Linked DNA regions of Mus musculus: region 2 is linked to region 1. The links are chromatin contacts, called in public Hi-C maps. All regions are on one chromosome and are shown on one strand. Each heading gives the region's core, a stretch centred on a gene start, on an enhancer-like site or on the middle of the called end of the contact. The rest is flanking DNA. Distances are from core to core; before and after follow the strand shown.

Region 1 (5,466 bases), core at 2,032-4,531:
GTTCAGTTCAGCCAGGACTTACACCTATGCTATGGCCATCAGATCAGCTCATCTCCCCCAGCCCCCCCCCCCCTTCAGATCCCTCCAGCAAGGCCTTCCCTGCTTCATCTGTCAGAAGTACAACAGCCTCGTCTACCTTCATCACGTAAGCTGGCTTCTTCAGGAGATAGCACCGTTCTCCAGCTCAGGCCTTGACTCTTAGCCCACCCAGTAACCCTGCCCCATCCCATTCTGCCCAGCCCACTCCACCTCTGCATTTACACCTGTATTTAGTAAGTACCGCCTTTAGATTAGATTAAATGGTAGGAGTAGCCTGTGATCGGAACTTTGGGTACAGAGAGGTTCTCCAGGTGGTTTGAGTGCCTGCTTTTCTCTCAGGGTTTGGTTGACCACAGCTGCCCTGTAAAAAAGGAGATCACAGATAGGGACCTGGGATCCTCCTGCTTCAGGTGTGGGGCCAACTGAGGGGTGACATGGGGCAACCTGCCCATGTGACTTCCTTTAGAGATCCGGTAGGAAGGGATAAGGCCAATGAGCTGCCACGGGAGGCTTGCTATTTTACGTGTAAATATGACCCGTACCACTATCTGAGATCCAGCCTAACTGGGTGTGCCCTGTGGCTGTTTGCTGGAGAGTGTGGCCCACTAGGCTGAAGGCCAGCTCTCTAGGCCAGACCTTCTCCAAAACAGCCTCCTGGTCCTTGGTGAGGCCTCAACTTGGTTGTGGTGACACCTAGTGACCAGCTCGAGAAACTTCAAGAGGTGAGGAGGAAGATGAGGTAGGCCTGCATCTCAGAGGGACTCTCAGGAAAGCTGCTCTTCAAGCTCACTCCTCATGCCCATAATCACTCCTAAGAGGAAAAGGATTTCAAGACTTCCCGGTTCACGGGTAGGAAGCTGAGCAGGTTGTAAGAACACACTGCAGAAGACCTCAGTGAGGGATGGACTCGGACCACCCTCCTCTGCCACAGATCCCCATTGGTAACTGCACATCTGGCCACATGTGTCTGCCAACATCTGTCCTCCCCACTATATATGAAGAGTGCCCTGCTTCCTGGAAGCAGCTTTCTCGGAGTCCCGGTGACCAGACAGGCCAAAGCACATCTGAGGTGCTGAACTGTTCCCCCATCTCACCCAGCATGGCTGGAGCCAACCATCCATAGTCTCAGCAGGCAGTAATCACTGAGGGGGCCAATCAACACCCCCCAAAGGACCCAGGGGCTGTGCTTTTGAGGCTCTGGTGGAGAGGCACTGAGTCCTTTAGGGGGAGCAGAGTACTTCACAGGCAGAAGGGATAATGAGACAGCCTCTGTTCTGTGTGACACACTCAGTCGGGACCCGAGTCCCTGAGAGTCCCTGAGGGAAAATCTCTTCTCCCTGTATGTTCCAGATGAAATAGAGGGGAGAAGATGTGGAAGGCAGCATAGGGTGTCTCTTAAGGGACCATAGATGCTGCCGACTGGGGACCAGAAATGAGAAGTGAGCGAGTGTTAGAGTGGCCACTGGAGACTGCTGGAGCTGTGGTATTTCTAGCACTCAGCCTCCAAGATGTCCAGTTAAGGAGATCAGCAAGAGGAGGTCTGGGTGGGTGAAGCTACAGTCTCTGTTCTACCCAACAGTGACTCCCTGGGCTCATGAGAAGCTGGGGTCTAGGCAACAATTGCCAGAGCCCCTCTAAATCAAGATTTGCCCAAAAGCAGGCTGAAGGGCTACAGGTGAGGACAACTCCCCACCCCACCCCCCGCTCCCCCCCACACACAATTTTTTCTATGAAAGCTTGAGTTGTATGGTCATGTGACAGTAGACTTTTGACCCACACTCCATGGACAGATGCTGTTATACCTGTTAGGGAATGCCCCTGTCTCAGAAGGGCATGTGGTACCCCAGCTTACATCCCCCTAAGGCTGGCCTGGAAGTTGACAAGATGACATATCTGTAGGTTAGCACAAAATATGACCCCCAGGCAGGCACCCCAGGGGTCCTCCTCATCTTCTCTCTTCCCCAGGTCAGTCCTGTGCTCCCGCCATTCACCTAGCCTCTCTGGGGTTCTTTCTGAGACCACAAGCTGGGTTTCCTTTTCCCTGATAGGCTGGGGTAATTCTGGGCTGTGGACGTCCCCTAAGGTCCCAGGCTCTTTCTTGGCACTTTTACTTTCTGTAAAGGGAAAGCAAACCCTTCCTCCCGAATTGGAGCGGGGTGGGGGGTGGGGGTGGGGCAAGGCCATTGTCCTCCTCTGTGTTTGAGGGACAAGAACTGAGATAGTGATATTATTGATGATGTTGCCATAGCAATGACCCTTGGGAGGCAGACATTCCAACTCTAACTGGGACAAAGGTGCCAGACCTGTGTTGGGGGAATGTGACATGCACACTGGTACGGCAGGCAAGGCACACATGGGACCATCTCCTAACCTGACAGCTGCCCTATGGGAGAGTCTCTGGTGGGAAAGCACCATAGGGCCTCTCAAAGGATCCAGGGAAGGCAATGGAAAGAGACACTGGGCCGGATGTGGCCAGACACATCTTCCACCACATCGACCCATATGCACGGGTGGTTTGCAACGTGGGCATGCCCCCTTCTCAGACTTGTAAAGAGCAAATGCAGTGTAGTGGGGGCTTCGGGCCATGCATCTCATCTTCCAGAGAACTCTAGGACAGAGATTCTCAACCGTTCTAATACTCTGACCCTTTAATACAGTTCCTCACGTTGCAGTGACCTCCAATTATAAAATTATTTTTGTTGCTACTTTGTAACTATACTTTCGCTACTGTTATGAATTGTAATGTAAATATCTGATAGGCAGGATATCTGATATACACTCCCCCAACGGGGTCTCAACCCACAAGTTGAGAGAGGCTGGTCTAGGAAGAGACTATAAAAGAGATCCCTAATAAACCTCCACCCTCCCAGCCGCTTCTTAGTCCCACTTAGGGTTCTGTGACAGCTTTCCCCTAGCTCCTGGCTTGAAACCCTGTCTCTCTAAAGCATGCAGAGGTCCTCTTGCACTTCACCCCTCTAGTTACAGCTTCCCATGGCTTCCTCCTGCCTGGGTTGAGGTCCAGGGACAACTTTATAGTCACTTGTCCCGCCTCAGAAGTCAGACCCATGGTCTTCTAATTCTGCCCATCAGGTGAAGCTGAGGCTCAGACACGAGGCAAGTTGCTCATAGCATGTGCTAGCTCCTTTTGGCAATCGATGTGGCAGCTAAGGGCCTTGTCTCCCCATTATACCCCGCCTGGCCTAGCACTAAGGAGACACTCAGCCCAAGTTTGCAGAGCATAATTGGATTTGCATGGGTCAGATCAGATTAGCCTTGAGCTGGCGGGCACCAGGCACGTGAAAACCAGGACTTCCGGGAATGACTGAAATTCTTGCAACTCCTCTGTAGCGGGAAGCAAGCAGGCTTTCTCTGAACTTGGCACATGTGGCCCCCATCCCTACACCTAGGGAGATGTGTAGGAAAGCATGTGGTTTGCAACCCTCTCAGGAGCAGACGTGGTCCAGGCAGAGTAAGCAAGGCCTACAGTCCTGAGTCACAGAAGCTATATACTAGGCTACCTACCCTGGCTGGGTAACCATCTGTAGCCAAAGTTGCCAGCGCAGCCATGCAGAGGCCAGAGGCTGGGGAGCATCTTCCATTGTGGAGTCTGAACCACAGGAGTGGCTGGTACCCAGTGCCTCGCGTGCCTACTGCAAACTTGTGCCTCTTGGGCCTGCATTCTCCTTGATTCTAGAAAATATAGTTTTTGGTGAAGATCATTATGTTTGCGTGTGGTGAGTTTTAAGATGTAACTTTTAAATCCAACAAAGATTTTAACTGTATGGCTTGGTACGGGAGCCTGGGATAAGAGACTAAGCTGGGGAACCTTGGCTTTGCCCCAAGGTTACAGTGGGGGACAGAGACCTTTCACATGTGTGTGCTAGCTCATGAGCACACACACACACACACACACACACACACACACACACACACACACACCAGTTGTAGAGCAGACTAAGAGGAAACTTTTGGAATCTTCTGGCTGCATCCTTAAGACCAGCTCTGTGGCTCCCTGGTCCCTTCCTGCAGCCACACCACTGACCATTGGCTGCAGCAACCACAGTGATGTTGGACCACTGCCCCAGAGTCTCTCCAGAGTGTGACCCCTTAGCTCATGACTAGAGTCTGGACACTGGAAAGGAAAAACTTGATGGCGACAGATCCTCAGGAGGAGAAGGCATGGCAGTTTCTAAAACATAGCTCTCTGTGGTCCAGGATTCAGGGCCACACCAGCTCCTCAGGGCCACATTCATGGCTGGCTGGCGATGTGTGAGGCTTCACAGAAGTTGCAATTCTTTGACTAGAAATGGAAATTCAATCTCCCTTTCTTCACCTCAAATAAGCTGAGCTAAACAGAGCCTATGGGCTCTTCCATGCCTGGAACAATAAACCAGGTATGTTGGGGTATTGATCTGGGCTAGCTTGGGGCAGCTCTGCAAAATCACTGTGGCCTGGAGGATAACCTGGGGGGTCAAGAGGCTTTATTGTAACTGATGGATGAACTCAGAGGTAGCCTTTTCGGAAGTCATTTATGGAAGACAGGAGGAAGGAACCAGGAAGGAGAAGCTAGGGGATACTGCGGGCAGTATGGGATTGTGGGCCCCAGGAGAATGCACATGGGAACATCTGAACTGCTGGAGAGCTATAGGAGCAGCCACATCAGCAAGGAGTTAGCATGACCTAGACTGTGAGCTGCCCACTGAGAGTGCCCATCATGAGTCAAGGAGGCTGCTTGGTAGCCAGGTTCTTGCCAGGCAAGGCATCCCAGGAAACTAGAAGTGGCTGGATGACTGAGAAAGTTCCTATCCTGAAGCCACCTCTGCATCTGCCTGCCAGCACCCATCAGGGAGCTGCCTCTCACAGATCTGCAGGAGCAGGCCGGGGTCCGCAGAGGTAGTTGGACTGTTGAATGCCAGCCAAGCACTGGGCATCTTCCTGTCTGTGGCCTTGGTGAATGTTTCTACCTAATCCTCAAGGATGAGGGTATCGGTGTCATGCATGTTCACGGGTGAGGCTCAGAGACGGGAAGGCACACGGCTTTTGGGGAAGCCAGACTGATGTCCACACCTCCTCGAGCCTACATGGGCTTTCTAATGAAGCTGCATGCTGGGATTGGCTCATACTGGCTCAGGAGCAACCCTGGTTAGTGGTGACCAGCTGAGGTGTGAGTGTTTGTACAGAAATAGGCTCTGGCCACAGGTCACCTCCCTCCCGGTGACTACAGAACAGGGGCCATCAGGCCTCCGTCACCACCATCAGGCTTGGGTGCCGTTGAAAATTGAGGCGAGGAAAGGGGTGGTGTGACTTCCTTTGGTGCCCTGGGTGTTTTGCCTGTCTGTCATGGGTCAGTAAGTCAAAGTCAGTAGGTCAGTCTGTCTCTGCACTGCTATAGCCGCTTGGCTTGAACTGATGAGCAAATCAAAGGGA
Region 2 (5,466 bases), core at 1,822-4,321, 980 kb before region 1:
AGACCCTCTGGCTCCTGCTGCTACCTTGCCACCGCGGTCCTTGATTTATTTGCACTCGTCTGGTGTCTCCCGCCAGGATCCATGGCACTTGGTAGGCTCCCCCCTCAGCTCTGAGATGCTTCTCAGATGCTCCGTGGCGGAACCTGTGCCCGAGGGAATGGCATCATGCGAAGCTGAGAGTGTGAGACTGTGGGTAGAGATCCAGGATGAGGGGCCGGCAACATGACTCAGGCAGTGAAGGTGATTGTTGCTAAGCTTGATGACCTGAGTTCAATTCCTGGGACCCACAAACCTGGTGCCTCACAAGGTGCCTAGCTGTGTAAGAGGAACTCCTGCCCCCTGTTCTACAGCTTCGGGAAGAGAGTCAGAGAGACAAGGCCATCCGAAACACAGGCTATCCCTTCTGGTTAGTATATAGTTGCACAGGCTAAGTAAGTCATGGCTCTCCCAGCATCTTCTTCTCAGATAGTGCTCCTACTGTACTGGAGAGCCTGGTGCTGAGGTCTTGGTGACCATGCCCAGTCTGTGTGAGCCTTCAGCCCCACCCCTGGGTCTGAACCAACAAGTGACTCATGTAAGTTTGGAAGGAGCAGAGGAGTGGAGTGAACACTTTAACCAAACCCTTTTGAATAAAAGCCTCAAGATTTAAGCAGTCCTGGCCAGTGTGGAAGGCTTTCTTGGAAGCCAGGCTCTTGTGAGCTGAGCCTTGCCTACTGGGGTCTCCAGAGATCCAGGCTTTGGCATATGGCAGACACTTTTTATAAATATTTCTCCCATCTAAGTGCCAACCGGGACTGAGCCTCCTTAGTTTCTGGGGTCAGATGAGATAGAATGTGTGCCCAAATGTGTCGATGTGGTAGAGTTTCTTGGCTGAATGGTGCCTCTGGGGAGGTGCATCCCAGACCTCGAGTCTGCTAGCCCAGGCTCTGCTTCAGTGTGCTGTGCAGTTTCACGCCAGCACCTTGTCTCTCTGATGTTCAGTTTCTTGGTTCATTAAGTAGCAGGGTGTTGAGAGGGCCTGAGATCATGAGAGAGAAATGATTGGCCTCATAGTGCCAGGGGGCATCAGGCAATCAGTCCTTTATGGCTGCCATCGGTTGTCCAGATGGATCCCAGGGCATCTGCCTGACTCAGGCTGGCTTGGATGTCTGGAGTGGCTGTGGGCTCTGGGTGCTGACTGTAAGAGATGGATATCGGCTCAAGACCCCCCAAGATCAAGTTCTCAGCACAAAGGAGATGTAGTTGCCCCAGAGAGACAAAGTGCAGGGAATAAGAGTCAAAGACAGGACATGAGGGAGAAGGGGGAGGGGACAAGGGAGAAGGGGGAGGGGACAAGGGAGAAGGGGGAGTGGACAAGGGAGAGAGGGCAAGGGCATTTGTCCCAGAGTCGAGAGGCACAGGTCTGCCTCTGGATAGTGAGAAGGCAGACGTGGCCCTTAGGCAAATGGCAGTTTATGAAGATAAAAGGGGGAAACCCTGCGTTAGGATGCAGTGTTTAATTTTGATTAGGCAGGTTAACTAGGTGAGCCAAAGCTTTCGATTGCTGGATGTCAATACTTTGATAGCTGGACCTTGGTAGTCAGTCAGCCTCAGGACAAGTAGACAAATAAGCGAATAGACTTTGGTGGCCAGCTTTAGGAATGCGAGGCAGAGGGCATGGGAGAGAAGGGCAAGGCCTGACAGAACTATGTGTGGCGTGCTCCGGCTGGCTAGAGTCCCTTCTCTGTCTGCAAGGGGCTCTGACAAGGGTCTGGTTGTGCACATTGGTACAGTTCTCTAGGTTTTGACTCACAGCCCAGGCTGGCTTGAGCTTGCAGTCTTCTGTTTCAGCCTCCACAGCAGTGGGGTTACTGGATATATGCCACCATGCTCAATTCCCCTGGACGCTATTATAGAGTCCTTCCAGTTCACTGTTGCCGGTGTTCAGGAGTGGTGTTCTGGGCCAGAGATAGTGCTGAGGTAAAAGGCATAAGCCACCCACTCAATGCAAAGATTGTTAAAAAAAAAACGATTTTAATTTTATGTGCATTGGTGTTTTGCCTGCATGCCTGTCCGTCTGGGGGTATCAGATCTTCCAGAACTGGAGTTATGGATGGTTGTGAGCTGACATGTGGGTCCTGGGATTTGAACCCTGGTCCTGTGGAAGGACAGTCAGTGTTCTGAACCGCTGAGCCTTCTCTCTATCTAGCCCTTGATGCCGAGATTTTAGAACGTCAACATCAAGCCCAGTTTGTGGCTCACAATTAGAACCAGAAAATAGGTTCTCCTCAGTGCAGTGAATGCAGTGTGCCAGTGCTGACTCCCCTCAGGGTCCTCACAGCAAGTTGACAAAAGTGTGTGTGTGTGTGTGTGTGTGTGAGAGAGAGAGAGAGAGAGAGAGAGAGAGAGAGAGAGAGAGAGAGAGAGAGTGCCTGTCTGTCTCCAAGCCCAGCCTAGTCCTCACCCATGGGGGCATGTCCATATCTAGCTGAAGAATGACTATTGAGGAACACAAATGAATGACAGAGGCTCCCTGGTGTCCCCTCCCTGGTGTGTCTCTCCCTGGTGTCCCCTCTCTGGAGTCCCCTCCCTGGTGTCTCCTCCCTGGTGTCCCCTCCCTGGTGTCCCCTCCTTGGTGTCTCCTCCCTGATGTCTCCCTCCTGGTGTCCCCTCCCTGGTGTCCCCTCTCTGGAGTCCCATCCTTCGTTCCTCAGCCACAGCTGGCAGAAGCTCAAAGACTGAGCAGTGTCCACTGGCCAGCTGCACTCTGACCCTTGCTCTCCTGAGTGGCCTCTCAGCCCATCTGGAAGCAGAAGGGCCTGCCCCCAGGGCCCCAAGCCTCCAAAGTGGGAACAGATATCTCCAGTCACTTAGACTGTGAGGAAGCCCAGGCCCCTATCTCTCCTCAGCCTCCAAGCCAAGCAGTTCTGGGAGGGGACAGTTAATTTGAAAAATGTTTCCATGGTTGAATGGAAACTTCTGCTGGGCAAAGGGAAGAAAGGAATTGTTAACGAACTACAGAAGCCCAGGGCCTTTCATCTTCAGTTCTTGGAAGAGCCAGACTGTTCTGGCCTGGAACAGCGTGTTCTCCCAAATAGCCCAGGCACAGCCAGCCAGGGAGCACGGGCTTTGGAAGATGACCACAGAGTGGCCATCACCAACCATCCCGGATGTGCACATGTCCTGTCTTGTGACCCTCTTTTGTGTGCTCATTTAAAGAGGGTCCAGAAGCTGGGACTGCACTTTGGACCCGGGTCCCTGGGAATTCTAACCACACAGGGTTTACCCTGAAAGCGAGCCTCAGACAGCTCAGAGGAACTTAGCCGTTTAGGTCAGGGACGAACGCCATAGAGGAAGAATCAGCCAGGCAGGGCCTGGTAGAGGTTCACCCTGGGTCTCTGGCAGCAGCTTAAATGTCTGCATTTTCTGGAGGCCCATCTGGCTGCAGAGTTCAGGAAGTCAGAGGACCGAGTGGGGCTCAGGGAACTTCTGGGATGTGGGAAGAGGTTTACACTGTCTACTGGAGCACAGCTCATAACTGCAGGAAGGCATACTCACACTCAAAGTTCATCTTGAAGTTAGAAATGCCAATGCTGAATAGAATGCATGGGGGGGGGTGTGGGCATGTGTGTATGTGTGTGTGGCTGTGTGTGTATGTGTGTGTGTCTATGTGTGTGTTAGGGTGTGTGTGTGTGTGTCTGTGTGTGTTAGGGTGTGTGTGTGTGTCTGTGTGTGTGTCAGGGTGTGTGTGTCTGTGTGTATTAGGGTGTGTGTGTGGCTATGTGTGTTAGGGTGTGTGTCTGTGTGTGTTAGGGTGTGTGTGTGTCTGTGTGTGTGTTAGGGTGTGTGTGTGTGGCTGTATGTGTTAGGGTGTGTGTGTGTGTGGCTGTGTGTGTTAAGGTGTGTGTGTGTGTGTTAGGGTATGTGTGTGTGTCTGTGTGTTAGGGTATGTGTGTGTGTGTGAAGTTAGGGATGTGGGTGAAGCATTGGCTTTTGTCTTATGTTTCTCTCCCTGGTTGTGACAAGATACCAGACAGTAGCTGCTTAAGAAGGAGGGGTTTGTTCTGCCTCACAGTTTGAGACACAGGGGGTGTTGCAGGCCTTGGGTCACACTGTGAGCTCAGCCAGGAAGCAGAGAGACATGTGACCTTTTCCTCTTTCAGTCTGAGATGCCAGCACACAAAGGCTTCTGCTGCCTGTTAAGGGTGGGCCTTCTCATTTCAGTTAAACTTCTCTGAAAACACACACACACACACACACACACACACACACTTTCCCCACAACTTCTTCACCCTCACATACACACACATGCATACATGCACACACAGAAACATAAACACACGCGCGCACACACACACACACAGACACACACAGACACACTCGGAGATGGTCTCCCAGGAGATTCTAAATCCTGTCAGGCTAACTATAAAAATGAATCCTCACAGGCTGTCTTAGTCAGTGTACTCAGTGTTCTACTGCTGTGAAGAGACACCAAGACCATGGCAACTCTTATAAAGGAAAGCGTTTAATTGTGGCTTGCTTACAGCATCAGAGACTTAGCTTATTATTGTCAGGTGGAAGAGCATGGTGGAGCACAGGCAGACTTGGCGCTGTAACAGTTGAGAGTTCTACATCCAGATCTGGAGGCAGCATGAAGAGAGAGAGTCTGGCCCTGGGTTGAGCATTTGAGACCCCCAAAGCCCATCCCCAGTGACGACTTCCTCCAACAAGACCACACTGATTCCAACAAGACCACACCTACTCCAACAAGGCCACACCTCCTAATCCCTGTCAAGTAATACCACTCCCTAATGACCAATCCTTTAAATTTATGAGCCTCTGGGGACTACTCCTATTCAAACCACCACACAGGTTTATAGTGTATTTTTGAAAACATGGGGCAATGACTATGAATTCTGTTTAGGAAAAGAAAGTCTCAAAAAAAAAAAAAAAAAAAAAAAACCAAACAAGACTACAGAGCCTGGACTGCTATTGAGGAGAGAGGCCACTCACTGATATATTCAAGGCCCAGGAAGTAAACTAAAATTGCAAGGCTCAGGAACTTCCTGAAACTTACAAGATTCACAAGGTCTCTCCCCAAGGCTATGTAAGTAGTAACAGTGGCTGAGAAGAGGAGACTCTAAGAGTTGTCTGCAAGCTGCACAGGTAGCTTTAGGGATACAGCTTTTTGTGAGTCATTATTGTGCTGGAGTTGACTTCTTAGTGACATAGTTGCCCTTGAACTCCCTGCTCCTGTGAGTAACCCCTCAGTAATGCCCTTGTGAGTAATCTCTCTCACACTTCTGTAAGTAACTCTAAAAAACTCACTGGTTCACTGGGGTAGGTTTTAAATGGAACTGTCTCTTTGGTCTGTCTTCAACGTCCTGTCTGGGATGCATAGATATTTGTCACATCTCCCCAGGGAAAGTGATACAGCAGCTGTGAAGTGAATCCAGGGCCAGCCTGGGATACATAACGAGACTCCGA

What was found. A called contact is a pair of places that touch in the nucleus more often than the background predicts.
Region 2: a Hi-C map of the N1E-115 cell line shows a contact between it and region 1, with 4 times the contacts expected there. The contact joins two enhancer-like sites. A contact is called at or near these places in 2 of 484 Hi-C or Micro-C datasets (the N1E-115 cell line and myocytes).

Annotation. Positions count from the first base shown.
Region 1 is chr15:83,660,131-83,665,596 of GRCm38.p6, reverse strand. The region is part of intron 4 of Scube1 (signal peptide, CUB domain, EGF-like 1); the gene reads left to right. Among named protein-coding and RNA genes, the nearest start is that of Gm52183, 32 kb to the left of the region's middle. Within about 2 kb of position 3,281, at least 6 of the 459 cell types and tissues checked have an H3K27ac peak or open chromatin away from gene starts, as enhancers often do. A contact at or near this core is called in the N1E-115 cell line, where this site is marked.
Region 2 is chr15:84,637,241-84,642,706 of GRCm38.p6, reverse strand. No RefSeq gene overlaps it. Among named protein-coding and RNA genes, the nearest start is that of Gm34201, 13 kb to the right of the region's middle. Within about 2 kb of position 3,071, at least 92 of the 459 cell types and tissues checked have an H3K27ac peak or open chromatin away from gene starts, as enhancers often do. A contact at or near this core is called in the N1E-115 cell line, where this site is marked.